Linked DNA regions of Drosophila melanogaster: region 2 is linked to region 1. A link is a contact called in public targeted proximity ligation data. All regions are on one chromosome and are shown on one strand. The core of a region is the stretch at or near the end of the contact, and the rest is flanking DNA. Distances in the headings are between cores, read along the strand shown.

Evidence for each region.
Region 2: a targeted proximity ligation map of the Kc167 cell line shows a contact between it and region 1, with 9 times the contacts expected there. A contact is called at or near these places in 15 of 107 Hi-C or Micro-C datasets (the Clone 8 cell line, the Kc167 cell line, the OSC cell line and 5 more) and 2 of 7 datasets of targeted methods (both in the Kc167 cell line).

Annotation. Positions count from the first base shown.
Region 1 is chr3L:2,848,274-2,852,726 of dm6, forward strand. It overlaps Tet (Ten-Eleven Translocation (TET) family protein), which reads right to left. Exons shown (of 11, transcript NM_001274414.2): 5 at 3,286-3,423. Among named protein-coding and RNA genes, the nearest start is that of Tet, 29 kb to the right of the region's middle.
Region 2 is chr3L:3,032,248-3,036,989 of dm6, forward strand. CG2162 reads left to right here and starts at 2,949. Exons shown (of 10, transcript NM_139503.3): 1 at 2,949-3,117; 2 at 4,244-4,414; 3 at 4,482-4,654. The coding sequence starts at 4,621.

The DNA.
Region 1 (4,453 bases), core at 1,893-4,392:
TCGGTAGCTGGCTGGGATGGCCCCATTCCCAGCTTGAACAACGCCAGTGCCATAAAAAACAAGAATGGTGGGTGGTGGTTGGTCGTGCAGGGGTAGAGGTTTGGAAAAAATGCAACGCGGATGTGCAGAACACCAAGCTGCAAAGTTTGATTGATAACTATGACTACTAAAATAATTTCCATAGGTAATAATTTTCTAAGATACCTTTTTCTCTTAACAAAAAATATTTCCTAAAATTGATTTGAAGGATCCTCATAAATTATCTACAGATGGCATTCTTTTCATGGGAAACCCACTTCCTGCTACATAGTGTTGTCCCCATTGGCCCGGATGACAAACACCAGCCACATTCCACATATAAGCCCATGTATATGCAGATTGGCAGCCAGATGGGAGAGGATAAAGACCTGGTTAAAAATCGGGAGAGTGTGGGAAGTGCAACAAGTCGCTGTCGCTGATGTTGCCGTTGGCCAAAAGGACAAAGCCGACATGGCGACCCTGAATCGCCTGTGGAGCTGTGGAGCCGGACTATTCGAGGCCATCAAAGCCAAAACCCGATTCGACGCGGCACGGCTCCATTTCAACCCAATGCGACCCAATCTGCGACCCGGCTGGACTGAACAATGGCCAACTGGCTGACTGTCGGGCCAAAAATGTTGGTAACTGCACGCAAACATGAACATGAAGGCCAAAAGGTGCACGGAAAAAGGAATTGATCGAAATTCCAACTATTTTATTATAAAGATTCATGTCTAAGCAAAGTAGATTCACAAGAATCATATTAATATTTAGATATTATATTTAAATATATGTGGCTTAAATTGGATCAATAGCCAAACTGAGATTTATTTAAAAAGTTAATTACGTTTTGTAAGTGCTCTAGTTGATTAAAAGATATAAAGATATCTTTGATTATTAGTTTTTAATTTTGAATTTTTGATCAAAGAAGCTATACCCATTTTTTTCGAGTGTAAACTGCGATGCCCAGGTCCGCGTTGCAGGCGTCAAAGCGTGCCGCCAGCGGAGTTTTGTGGAGTGGAGTTTTCAGCCAGGACTGCAATGGCCCTGACCATGGAAATGTTGCAGCTTTTCGGGCTCGTCCTTGGCCAAATCCCAAAGCGCCGTGTGCCGTCAGTGGATTTGCCTTTGCCGGTTACTCTATTACTCTTTTTTTTTCCATTTGTCCTATCGCACGGTGAAAGGTCGCGAGTGGAATGGAAATAAAGGTGGACGTGGCAGGAGGATTTCATGGCAAATGCAACGCGACCTGAATTCGGTGGCAACAGCAAGAGCAAGGGAAAAATGAAGTAGTAGCCGTGTTTCTGTTTCTGTGTCCGTGTCACTGGGCCACCAAAAACTTCACTTCACTTCACTTTCCCCCTGTGGAAAATTTACCAAAGGAAAACTTCGCAAGTGTTGCAATCGGCGGGGGAAAATCAAGAGGCAAAGACAGAGGGCTGACGCAAAACTTGAGGAAATTTCAAGTGGTTTCCCCCCGACACTGCAACTTGGGAAATACGCTGGCAAAGGACCAGGACAACCTGTTGCCATCTAGCTGATTTTATGGCCAGCAGAGCCACACGTGATACACATCCAGCTGGATGGGGATGTCTGCTTGCCTTTTTATGTGTGCCACCGCGGGGAGTCTCCAAGTAGAAGTCGCAATCGCTGTGACGACATAATCAACGCTCCATTGGAGGAGACTCGCCTCCAGACGCAGATGTTGCCACAAGCCACTTGCCAAACAAATCGTTGGCTTAGACGAATGGCATGGGGATGCCACTCCATTCCACTCTCCACGCCGCATAAAGTGACGTGAGTGATGAGCCACAAAGAGGAGAGCTGCTTCCACAGGGGTAACAGGGGTGGTTGGAAGTGGATTTAATCATGAATGAAACTCATTATAGAGTCACAAGCTTAAAAATCTGAAACAATCTCCTCATTTTCTTGTGATTATGATTACCATGACTGTTTGCAGTGGTATCCCTCATTTAAATGGACCCGCAAACAAACCACAAGATCGTTGTGACTGGCACTCACTGTATTATGTAACATTCATTCACTGTATTAGCTTGTGTCATGTTTTTACGACGCTCCCGACCTTGAAATCGCAACGACATGGAGGACTGACACCGAGGACTGTTGCGTGAGCTGCTGAAAGGGAAATCCCCTGTCCCGTCAAAGGTCAAAGTCACCGGCAGTGGCAGCCAGTGACGCTTTCCCCGGTCTTACCCCAAGAAAGGCAAAGGCAAAGTCAGTGAGTCGTCCCATGGAGAGTTTCCCAGCGCAACGGATGCGGAGTCGGAGACGGGAAAATAGCAACAGAGACCGAGACCCAGACCCCGACCCAGACTCAGACCCTCGTCGTGGCAACAATAAGTAGCTGGGTAGCTATCCTCTGGGCTGCGGGCCCTCGGCTCTTGGCTGTTGGCTCCTGGGTCTTTTGCCTTTGGTTTCTGGCTGCTACGTGCGGCTTGTGGCTGCCACATCCACAATAGCACAAGTGGCACAAGCCCGCCTTTGAGCAAGTCAACACGGCGGCACAACTTTGTCTGCCCCGTTCGCTCGCCTGTGTTTTTTTTTTCCTTTCGTTCTACTGCCAGGTTTTTATGGTGGTGACCCCCAGCTACGTGCGGTTGGTGGCCTGCGGCGGAGATTATGTCTGGGATGTCTGCGATGTCGGGATGTCTGGGATGTTGGGGATTCTCTGCTGCCGGTACGGTGGCTGGGAACGCCACTTTGACTGGATCTGGAGCTGGGAGTGGGACTGGGATTGGCTTTCGGGGAAGCCGACCGACCTGGGTTGCTATGACTACCCTGCACTCAAAACAACTCGGTCATTTTGAATATTTTACTCCACAATCTTATTTGTATAAAACAAAGACTAAATCATACTTAAGTGCACAAGCCAACCTTCATTGAAATGACGAAATTATGAAGGAGATTACTCTTTTCTCTCAGTGTATTGGCCTGAACAAACAAAGCAAGTGGCGACGGGCGTGATGACGTGGAAAACGTTTTTGCGGCATGCCGTAACAAAAAAAAAAACTGGTGGTCCGAGAAGGGGTCTGGGTATCTGGGTACGTGGAATCTGGGGCTTGGGGCTCGGGGTCTCGATGTGGATGAGGGTCTGGCTTGTAGTATGAGGAATGGGCCTGGGCAATCCCTCGACCACAGACAGTCTGTCTGCCAGTGTCGTCGCGTGACTTAATTAGTTCCCATGAATAAAATGTGAAGTGGTGGGCTTTCGGTTTGGGGCAATAAAGTCAAAGTGACGTCACTTACCCCAGTTGTTGGTGTTCCATTGCCGGCGGCGATACCTGTGGCGTTAACCGTTCCATTTCCGGAACCAGACGACTTTCCTTTGCCTCGGCCGCGTTTCGAATCGGGTCGAACGGGCTGACCATCAGCACCGAATACGATCTGAAAGAAATAAGGATATTTGAATTTATTTATTATTTATTTTTGAGATAATATATGATAAATGTGTTAAATAAGCTATCAGGATGATTCAATAAGTGGAAATTTATATTTCCGGAGATGCCGCATACATAAATATTCGTTAAGTCAACTCATATGTCAAATATCGTTAGTTTGTATGTAAAAATAGTTTTTTACATGCGGAGTAAGCTATTTGGACACAAACCAAAATTTGGTATAAAATTCTGCACATAGAGGGCGTTTCAACTGTCGAGCCATTTTACATTTACTGAAAGGGGCATCTGTCGGCAAAGTTTGGGACTGCTTATGTAGCTGTGGCTGGCCGCTAGATGGCGCACCATGTAGAATGAATGTAGAATTTTAATGGGCTTCCCACAAATTATTTATATGCAATTTCAATAAATACAACAATTTTCTTGTATTAAGAGTAATAATTATCAAAACAAAAATTATATTTTTAGGAATTTTTAATGTTAATTTCTGAGAGTAGTATAATATAATGGTTTATTCGGTTTTTAAGAAATAAAAACTTTATTTAGAGTTTTAAGATTTGCTAAATTTTCCGTATAGTTAACAATCAAATCAGCAGCCGATTTTTCTTATTGATTTAACCGACTAATATTGCTTGTCTATGAAGAAGTTCCCCGAAATTGATCTGCGCATCCTGATTTCCAACAAAATAATTTCTTCTCCACATTCTCAAAACTCCATATTGAATAATGGCATTAAGCCGCAGAGGAAACTGGCTGCCAAATTAAATTACTTAAGAGTAAAATAAAGCATATGGTTATCGAAACCATAGATAATTCTAATAAGCATGAAGCAGCCTGCAAGTGAACCGCCTGTTGGACCAAATTCCGAGTCTATTTCCGGCGCGGGGTCATAAATATCAGAGCCGTGGAAAAAAGAGCCTGAGACGCGATCGGGTCTCAGAAGAACCATTAGGCAAAGTGCTGGGAAAGCGGAGAAGCGAACGGTAAAGTCGGAAAACTAAAATTGAAAATGTAAATTA
Region 2 (4,742 bases), core at 1,699-4,198, 180 kb after region 1:
ATTATTCATAGTCACTGTTGGGCTGTTTATATATTATATAGATCTCCCATATTTACATTTCAAATAATCTTTAAACTGGCTAAAATTGCCATTGTACAGGCGCCTCTTTAAGATTTAACACCTCTCGCAACCGAGCGAAACAAATTCAACTCATGCACATAACTTCACGTTTATTGCCGCACCCACATTTCCGTTTCATGCCCCTTAAAATGTCAACCCTAGGCTTTGGAGTCGATTCCATGTTGCTCTTTATGTGGCACAATTTATCAGGCAGGACCCAAAAAGGAGAAAAACACCCAGGCAACGCAACTGTAAAAACACAAATCGTTTGTGTGGAATGCAAAAATAATTTGCAAATCAAAGATTGATGCAGAAAATCGGGCACAAAAGGAAAAACGAGTGCCGACGGTCGACAGACCAAAAAAAAAACCCACCGAACATTGCGTATACGCAACGTTGTCGTCGGCGTATTCGAGAGTTGATGACATGACCAACAAATCGTAAATTCGATAAAAGGAAATTAGAAGGAAAGGCATCCGTGGCCAGAAAGGGAAAATGAGAAAGTGGATAGGGAAGTAAAGGAAAGGGAAAGGAAATGCGCGGGATTTTCCATTCGATTGTCTTCAAGGGGAATTTAATTCAGCTATGAATACGAAATTTTCCACAGCCATATGCAAATTGAAAACCGAATCTGTCGCATCGATATTGGCAAATTACGAGGCGTGTAAAGCCATAAATTGATTATCTCAAGTGTGCTTATCCTGGCCTTCGATTAAGCCGAATCACGTAGCCTAAATTACTCAAGTTTATCAGTGAATTATGAAAGGAGTGTCTAGACTCTGCCCTCTGACCTGCATTTTAATTATGGCAATTTACTCTTGATTTGTCCGAATATGAATGGCCCAACCCCTTGACCATTAATTGAAATTGTTGAAATGTGCGGGTTATCTGAAATTATAATCTCCTCAGCCCAGATTCCTGTCGATGGGGAATTAAAACTTTATTTATTGCAAAGCCATAAGAAAAATGCAGCCAACAATTTCGCAGTGGTCTCAAAAGACTTGGACGGCAGCTTTTCAACTTGGCGGAAAATTCTCTAAGCCACAAGGGAGCCTCACGATAAAAGAAGCGGGAAAACAAACAGAGCGAAGGTAAAAGACTGATTTATTTCTGCCCCACCTTCATTGATGTTTTTAATTCTTACGTAAAACATTTTCCGACGCAATCTCTAGAAACTGAGACCCAATTAATGAAGAATGAGGGAAAAAGCATAGATGAATACAAAAAGCCGCTATAAGAAAAGCTTAAATAAAAGAAAAGCGTTTAATATGGGTTAATTAGACGTTACTTTGACTATAAAAAAGATAATTTTTTAAAGAATAATTTCATTGCTAACCCTAATACTCGAGGGCACACAGCGGGCCTCAAAAGTAATTAAAAGCAGATGATGTTGTAATCATAAACGAGTGGAAAACTATTTTATTAAACCAGCCAAACAGATTGCGGGCCCAAGAGATAAAAATCGAATGCAAAACGTCCTTCAATTCGGGCCCTCACAAGCGAATGGCTTTAAGATCGTAAAAATTTACAGCTTTCGTAATTGCAAAATAGTTTGGCATAACACGGAACTTATTGTTTAGGTACAGGAAAGGAATATGTACCAATATTGCCGATGGCAAACACCTACACCAGATAGATACCCAGTCATTCATGTATCCAAACACCTATCCATAAAAGATGCCTTCCAGATTTTATTGAGGCATTATCAGGCGAAATAAACGGGGACAATTTGACGAAAATTGGGGACTGGGAGGCCGAGGAGCCGGTTTTATGAATGCCATTTTGACAGGAGACGACAGCAAAGGGCGTTGCAAATTGCCGGGCGGGGCGTGGCAATGGGCATAGTTTTTGGCCAACCCTCAGACCTGTAATGAATGGCCATGTATGAGCGATAACAGAGCACTCGGAAAAATGTATCTTAAAGGTTGCTATATTTAAAGGCAAAATCATATTTCACATACAAGGCCAGTTGAAAAATTCAAATCACTTGAATGATTAATGGGTAAATGGGCAACCTTTTTCAAGTAGAGCCTAAGCCAAGTACTACCATTTAATAACAACTTGTAATTAATACGAAATGTTCTCTTTCTAGTTATTTTTGAAGTGTTTTCCGCGTGGGTTTACAGAATCGACATTTACGGCTCATAACCCACTGCACTGAAATGACGGAGTATTTGTGCTTCCCGATAGCCATTAGAAAGTGGAGCTGGTAGGCGGGGAGGGTAGTGTGGGGTGTTGCAAGTGGGTGGCTTTTGGGCGACTGGGTGGTGTGGGAGGTGTCAAGGGCGCGATAGCTCTTTGACAGCCGGGAAAGCGGATATGGAGTGAACGACAGGTTTTCCCTCAGCTCTTCCGCCTGGTAGTTCGTGTTTATGTAAAATTAATTTGAAGCTTTTAATCAAATATTAGCGGCAAAAAATGCTGCGGAGCTTGGTAGGAAAAACTGAGCCACAAAGCAGTGAAATTAAATACTTAACCTACTTTCAGCAGTCACTTTATGGACAAAATAAGAACTTATTCTCACGCATTAGCATTGTTTTAAGAAAAAAAGAATTTGCCTAACTAAAACACCAATTTGCGTTTGTAGCAACTTATTGTTCCCTCAAAAACGTTAATATAAAACTAAAACCGCACTGTAATAATGATGATACATACTAAAAATGTGAAGGGAAGAGTTAGTGATTGAGAAACGATTTATTTACTTTTACCACTTGTATTATTTGCTTTTAAAAATATCTACCGCGTAAGTATCTTACATTGTAAAATAAATGTAGGAAATGACTGATGTTATCGATTATTTATAAAATTCAAATGTTTAAGCTTTCGCGCGTAACATGGTATTTTTTAGGCAGTTATTCGCGTCCTCGGATCACAATCTGGTAACATCGAAAGTTCTAATTTTGTTTGTGTGCGTGCGACGTCGGTTTTTTCGTCGTCGCGACTTTTTTAAAATAAACTGGAGGCATTCGCAAATAATTTAAGCCTAATCGATCAGGAATTCGTACATAATGTCGGTTGTGATATCGAGCTCTTTGTCAAGAAGCGCTTGAATCGTGGGTAAGAATAAAGTCGCACCTACAAAATGAACGAATTAGAACTTTTTGCCACGAGAATAGCAAGTGCATATGTGTGGGTGTATGTTAGTGTGGGCATTTGTGTGTGTGTCTGTTGTGGTCTCTGAATGTGTGAGTGAAGGAGAAGGAAGTAGAGCTCCCCTTATTTCTCCAAAAACAACAAATACAGAGAGTAAGAAGGAAAGAGTAGGAGAGAGAATAACTTGTAACAAAGTACCGTTACAACAATGGTAATACGGAAATGTGCAACAGAGAAACAAAAACAACACCAACAACAACGAGAAGTAGTACGAGTTTTGTGGGCCTTTCGTGCAGATACCACCAGTTTTCCCCCACCCCTCCCCGTCTTTTTCTGCACAATTTCGAGTTTTCCCAGCTGCGCCACAGCAACAACAACCACAACAACGAGAGCAATTGTGACTTTTCCGCATTGCAGTTGCGCCAACTAACACCGATTTTTTGATTTGGGGCTTCGTGCCTAAGCGCTCTTCTTGCATTCAGCCCGCGTTTAATAAACAATTAATCGTCAAGCAATAAACAACAGCAAGCCGCGCATAGAAATTTGAGCTTTTTCAAAATATTACACCATCCGATTACATAATATAGTTTACAAGTCGTGCTTTGCCGTTCCGTTTTGTTTCGCTTGTTCGCCTTCTTCTTGAGGTCGTTTCTTGTGCTTCCTCTTCCAAGTGAGAATTCCCAACAACCTGTTAGAAGATTCGGTCCCATTGGGCGGCGCTCTAGCTGGGTTTATGCGGGACTGTAATCAAGATCTATCAATGGAACTAAAAATTTAATTATAGTGTGTTAACAATCAGGTAGTAAACAAGTTAGCATTAGAAGCACATTCTAAAAAAAAAAAATGGATTTACCTCTTCATTTTTAACACGGCTTTTATGAATATATGATTCATTTTTATCATACGAATTTAGTATCTAAGCTCCCAAATGTATTTCCGCCTGTTTTGCCTGTGCTTATCAGGAGTGTTTTCAATTCGCCTAATTATCGTTAATGGAGTTCCCGCATAAACGACTCACTATACACGCACGCAGTCAGCGAATTGAATTGATCGATGGTTTGTTCACCTTCTCCACCGCTTTCTTCCGCAGCGTTCTGCTCTTTCCACCTGTGGGCAACTACCGCCGTTATCTCATCCACCAAACATGTGAGAAATACCGCCAGCAGTACGATCTGTTCACCTTCTCAGTGGGCCAAGGGCCGCAGCGGCGCACCGTCCTCTGCTTTCGAAACCAGCTTCTGGATCCCAGCGGCTTTGAGAAGTGAGCATCTGATATCTGACAGTAGATTATTGTTCATTTCAATTTGTCGTTAATGCACAATTAACAGCCGCAAGCAGCAGCAGCAGAGGGAGAAGGATAGAGAGCGAGAGGCAGCGAGGAGCTGGCGGAGCAACAACAATTCGCACTATCACACGAACGGCAGAAGCAGCAGCGCCAGCAGAAGAAGCGCCACGGAGCTCTGTAAGATGGGCGTTAAGAAGCATATCAGCGAGACTCCATGTGAGTAAATGGCCCAAAGCAAGCTGGCCGTACATATAAACAAAGGCTATCCCCTGTTTTTTAATCACATTTTGGAGCGATGCGTTTT